Regions from separate parts of the Mus musculus genome. Here region 1 is linked to region 2. A link is a contact called in public Hi-C data. All regions are on one chromosome and are shown on one strand. Each heading gives the region's core, a stretch centred on a gene start, on an enhancer-like site or on the middle of the called end of the contact. The rest is flanking DNA. Distances are from core to core; before and after follow the strand shown.

Region 1 (2,757 bases), core at 15-2,514, 65 kb after region 2:
GAACTTAAAATAGTTGATTATGTCATATCCACAACCAAGAGCAGAGAGAAATGGATGCATATATATACTCTCTGCTTATCTTCTCCTTGTTTGTACAACCCAAAGCCTAGAGACAGGAAAGAGTGTCACCCACACACCATTTAGGCTGGGCCTTCACACATCAATCCCCCAATCTGATGGATAGATAGTCCCTCATTAAGACCCCCTTCCCAGGTGATTCTCCATTGCATCCAATTAGTATTTAACCATCACAGGGACACCATATACCTTTGGAGGTGGCTCTCTAAGGCATGAGAGGAGCTATCTGCCATTGGTAATACTCTAAGAAAGACTCTGACCCAAATTTTCCTCTAGCATTGATCCCTGTTTCAGCCACCAAATTAAGTCTCTAACCAAATGAGTCTGAAGACAGCAGGGGCCAAACAAAAGCAATGTTATATAGACTTTCTGAAGAAACTGAGAAGCAAACCTAGAAGTGCTTCGTTTTTACATTTTTCTAAAACCTTTTTTTTTTTTTAATCACTGTTTTTGAAATGTCTAATTTGAAATGTGTGAGTGTGAACATTTGGGGGCTTGAAGTTTTGCCTATAACGGATGTTCCCACTTTCTTTTCTCTCTCTCTCTCCTCTCTCTCTCTCTCTCTCTCTCTCTTTTCTCTGTTGTTGTTGTTTCCTCTTTAGCTGCTGACTTTTTAAAGTTGGTTTTTTTTTTCATTTTTCTTTATTGCACATGCTCACATGCATGACTTTCAATATCAGCTACCTTTCCTTGATCAATCTTCCATTGCTTCTGGAGCTAGGATCTCTCATTGAACCTGTAGCTCTCCCATTTGCCCAGCCAGGCTGGCCAATGAGCTTCAGAAATCCACCTATCTCTACCCAAACCCCAAGGCTGGGGTCACAGGCACTCAGCAGCACACTGGATTAATCTGTTTCTCAAGAATAATTTGGATTCAGCTGTCTATCATGATACATTCAGTACTGTTAACAAATGTGTTTTCATAGGTGGATAATGAACAAAGAAACAATTTAGGGTTTCTTTCTGGGTCTTTGCTAAGAATAAAGTGATTAAGAGTTTAAATCCCAGCTGACACAGGCAGTTCTATATTCAGTCAACACGAATTTGTTCTTTGTTTGATGAGGGAAACTACAGGAAAAGCTTGGAGTACTCTGTTCTTGCCGTTCCTTGTGGTGTTTACACAGCCCCAGAGCCAGAGGCAGCAGGAGTGAGTCAGACAGCAGTCGCCTATCACGTGCTGAGCATTACAGGACAGTCTGACTGGGGACAAGGCTGCTGGAACTCCACCACCTGCTGGACAGACCAGAGGGAACAGCAAAGAAACGACCCAAAACTGCCAGTTGACAGCAACTGGTCCTCTGAGGAAAGGATTTTCACTTCAACCAGGACATTTTTCTCCTTCTTGCGTGAGAAGTATTCCACCACACGTAATCTAGGGGAAGCGGAGAATGGGGCGGTCTTCAGCTACCAACAGCAGCAGAAAACCTCCCATATTTTTCAAGCATGACAGAGGAAAGGTTAGAATGGACTTTAACCAGTAGGTCCCTGGTGCCTGCCAATGCTCTGCAAATATAACCCACACACACTGCCAATATTAATTCAGCAACAGTTTTTTTGAGTAGCTGATCCCTGTGGCAGCTGTGAACTGGGGCAGCCGCCAAGAGTACTGGAATTACCTGAGAGACATCCCAGAAGCCCAGGGAACAGTGCAAGGGTGGAGGTGGGCAAGCCCATTATTTAAAGGCTTAGCAGCTAAATTGGAAGATCTGTGACCCCCCATCCTTAGATTTAAAGGGACAACACAGACTAGCTAGGGATTCTGCTATTTAAAGGTATAAAAAGCCCCAAAACAGATATCCCAGGCTACTCATGGGAACATAACAATGTCATCTTTTAAATATTTTTCTTTCTGCCTGGGATGTGTGGGGCATACAAAGTGGAATCATAAAAATTAAAAAGTTACTCTAATCCCTTAGAATTCATAGCTTTCCCTTATTTTACCCTCCTGTGCCTGGAAATGGGTCTTTAACCTTCTTTACGAATGAAGGCACTGGCTCTTGGGGCTGCTCAAGGCTATCCAGTTAATAAGTGACAGAAATCACAGATCTAGGTCTGACCCTAAGCCAGTAACCTTTCTTGGTGCTTCACTTCCTTCACAGAGATGAGGTGAGTGTCCCTCCCACACTCTCAGCAAAGAGGCCCTGTCTAGATACAGAAATTACCTGCTGTGCCTGTAAGTGACTGCCTTCACTGCTTTTCTACCACAAGACATTGCTCACACTGTCCTCCTTATGCAATGGCTTGCTGTGACTGTGGAGTAGTTTTATTGTTTTGTTTTGATTTTGATTTTTTTTTTTTTCTGTTTGGGATCACACTGGCCAGCTGGCTCATGTTCAGACCAAGCCATCCAACTGTGCTTGACTGAGAGGCTGTAGTCCCCACTCAACAAACACTCTGAGGTTACTGTAGTCACTTAAGCCAAGGTTATCCAGTCAGTCTGTGGGTATTTAATAAGCACCACTACCTTCCTCTGGGCCAGCCTCTTCTCTCCTCCACCATATGTGTGGGGTTTCTCCAAACATGATTCAGATCTAGTCACTCCTCGCCTTAACAGCGCCCCTGCATCTTCGCAGTGAAGATAAGACTTGTCACTCAGGTCTGCCCATGTGGCTCTGGACTAGAAGTAAACTGAGATCCTGAATCAGAGCTCGTTTGTTTTGATAGAGCTTCGAGAGTAAA
Region 2 (2,871 bases), core at 201-2,700:
CTCTGGAAGAGCAGCCAGTGTACTTAACTTCTGAGTCATCTCTCAAGTGCTGGTGTTTCTTTTTAAATGTAAATGTCTATTTCTTACTGCCAAGTAGCAAAAAGCCTTCAGACAGCTGAATAGATCCTTTTAAACACCAGAGACTTCAGGTTTTCATTTACTTTTTCCAGTAGTTCTCATCTCCTTCCAATAAATTACACTTTTGTATTTCAGTTAGCTGAAGTAATTTCCTATTATATAGGACCATAGAATCATAATTAATGCATCAGTGTATTGAAACTGAACCAGCTGTCTGAACAGAAGGGACTGACTGAAGTTAGAGTTCTTTGAGGTAAAACAAAGAATTCAAAATCCACAACACTTTGTCCAGCACTATTCAGAGCAGGCTACATTGCTCCTGGGAAGTTACTCCATCTGGTGACTACTACAAAGGTATTCTCTACTGTCTTTGGGCCAAGGACAATACTTCAGGATTCATTGTGGCCTAAAAGCTTTCAAAAAAAAAAACAAAACAAAACAAAAACAATAACAAAAACAAAAAAACCCCAAAGATACCTAAAACCATTCAATTATGCATATTGATGGGGTGCCATGTAATGCCCTGGCACATGTATACACTGTATAATGCTTAGTTCAGGTATTATATGTGTATAATATATATATATATATATATAGTTCAGGTATTATATGTATATTATATATTATATATATAATATATAACATATACATATATATAATGTATATATATATATATATACACACACATATATATATTTCCTCAAATATTTGTCATTTTTTTTTCTGGTGAAAACTTCCAAAATTCTTCCTACTAGTTTTTAAATTATCTGGTATAATATTACCTAGATACAAGATATTCCTGAGATCATGGTCCACTTTTCTCTCTGATTCCACATTTACTAGAAGCAGCTTTATAATAAAAATATCAATTTGGGGGAATTAGGATATTAAGAAGAGAGTAGCCCTAAGGTAGACAGCAGCTGTGTGGCTGAGATGGACAGCAGCTGTGTGGCTGAGGTGGAAAGCAGCTGTGTGCAAGGTGGAAAGCAGCTGTGTGGCTGAGGTGGACAGCAGCAGCTGTGTTTGTGAAGTGGACAGCAGCTGTGTGTCTGAAGTGGACAGCAGCTGTGTGTCTGAGGTTGAGAGCAGCTGTGTGGCTGAGGTAGACAGCATCTGTGTGGTTAAAGGTGGACAGCAGCTGTGTGAATTAGGTAGACAGCAGGTGTGGCTCAGGTGGACAGCAGCTGTGTGGCTCAGGTGGACAGCAGCTGTGTGGCTAAAGGTGGATGGCAGCTGTGTGGGATTAGGTAGACAGCAGGTGTGGCTCAGGTGGACGGCAGCTGTGTGGCTGAGGTATATAGCAACTGTAGCAGTATAGACAGCCCACATCTATGGTTTCAGTATGGCAAGTGTGACAGTGTTCCCTGACAGGGGAGGCTTGTCATATTTTAAAGACTCTCCTAGGTGACCTCATCAAGGTGCCACCACCTTTGAATTTACCAATGTTTCTCTAGATTTCTCTCCTACTCTCTGCTGGAATCATGTTGTAACAATATGAAGTCACCCACTACTTTTGCTATGGCCAAGACCTGCATTCTTTGCAATTATGCAGGTTAGACAATGAACAAAACCTAATTAATTGCAATTAAAGAGTTGTGGCAACATCTACTTTTGTAGAATAAAAGTGTTTGCTAAGCAAACAAATGCATTAAACACTAACTCGACCTGTTGCGTGATGAGGCAAGAGATGGGTTAACTGAAGCAACAGGGTACATGCAGTTGCTGGCCCTCTGCCCTGGCGATCCCTGACCTCTGTCATTCTGCCCATGCTTTCTAAAATTTCTCTAAAGAAAAGACATTGAAATGTAGTGTTGTAGTATTGTAGTCTGACTGCAATAACATTAAATTTTCTCTGATTTATTTATTTTTTTCCAATTTTTATTAGATATTTTTAAGTAAATAATTTGCAAATAAATGTTGATTGTTCTATTGTGATTGGTGCTAGGCTAGTTGCAAAATATCACTGTGTCCTATTGAGATATAAATCCTGAAAGAAGAATGTTTGTGCTAATTATGAACTAAATTTAGAAGTGTTTTTTAATGGTTTTATAATTACTGTTATCAATTTATCATTTTCTTGTCAGTTTGAACAAGAGGTACAGAACCCTAATTTTGTAGTTCTAAGAGTGAACTGGAGTAACCAGCTGAAAACTGATAAATTATTTCCATTATCTAGAAGTGTGTTTATTTTTAAGTTTTAACTTTTTGAGACAGGGTTACTCTGTGTAGCCATGGCTGTCCTGGCTTTGTAGTTCTGGCTGGCCCTAAACTCACAGAGATCTGCCTGCCTCTACCTCCCAAGTAGTGGGATTACAGACATGAGCCACCACTCCTGGCTCCACTATCTAGAAGTTTTATGTTTTACATCTGCTTTGCAGATTTAAACCAGTTTCTGCAGTTGGGATAAATAAAGTATTAGTTATAAAAGTTTTGAGAAACCAGAACCAACTGGTAGTAAATGTTGGTTGTTTTAAGATGTTTTCAGTTCGGCAGGGCTTAATCTTTCAGCTATGGCTCTAATGCTGGCTACGATGCCAGGCAAAACTCAAAGCTATCTTCTTATAGTACTTGATTTTTGCCTCTAGAATTACAGACCTATTTCTGAAAAAAAAATATTTTTTCCTGCCAATGTTATACAGAATACACACAAATTAGGTCCTAACGTTTAGAGTAATATGCTATTCTGATTATGCCTGTACCAAGAGTTTGCGAACTGTAAAGTCTTTGAAAATGCTTCTATGAGTTTTCATCCTACATGCAAGGAATTGCCTAAGAACAGAGCAATGAATTAAA

Evidence for each region. A called contact is a pair of places that touch in the nucleus more often than the background predicts.
Region 1: a contact with region 2 is called in a Hi-C map of liver, with 4 times the contacts expected there. The contact joins two enhancer-like sites. A contact is called at or near these places in 2 of 39 promoter capture datasets (both in liver), 8 of 484 Hi-C or Micro-C datasets (liver, stem cell-derived neural progenitor cells and uterus) and 3 of 115 datasets of contacts at active chromatin or transcription factors (embryonic stem cells and liver).

Annotation. Positions count from the first base shown.
Region 1 is chr11:22,436,442-22,439,198 of GRCm38.p6, forward strand. The region is part of intron 2 of Gm39609 (a long non-coding RNA gene); the gene reads right to left. Among named protein-coding and RNA genes, the nearest start is that of Gm39609, 5.5 kb to the right of the region's middle. Within about 2 kb of position 1,265, at least 152 of the 459 cell types and tissues checked have an H3K27ac peak or open chromatin away from gene starts, as enhancers often do. A contact at or near this core is called in liver and stem cell-derived neural progenitor cells, where this site is marked.
Region 2 is chr11:22,371,686-22,374,556 of GRCm38.p6, forward strand. No RefSeq gene overlaps it. Among named protein-coding and RNA genes, the nearest start is that of Gm39609, 70 kb to the right of the region's middle. Within about 2 kb of position 1,451, at least 14 of the 459 cell types and tissues checked have an H3K27ac peak or open chromatin away from gene starts, as enhancers often do. A contact at or near this core is called in liver and stem cell-derived neural progenitor cells, where this site is marked.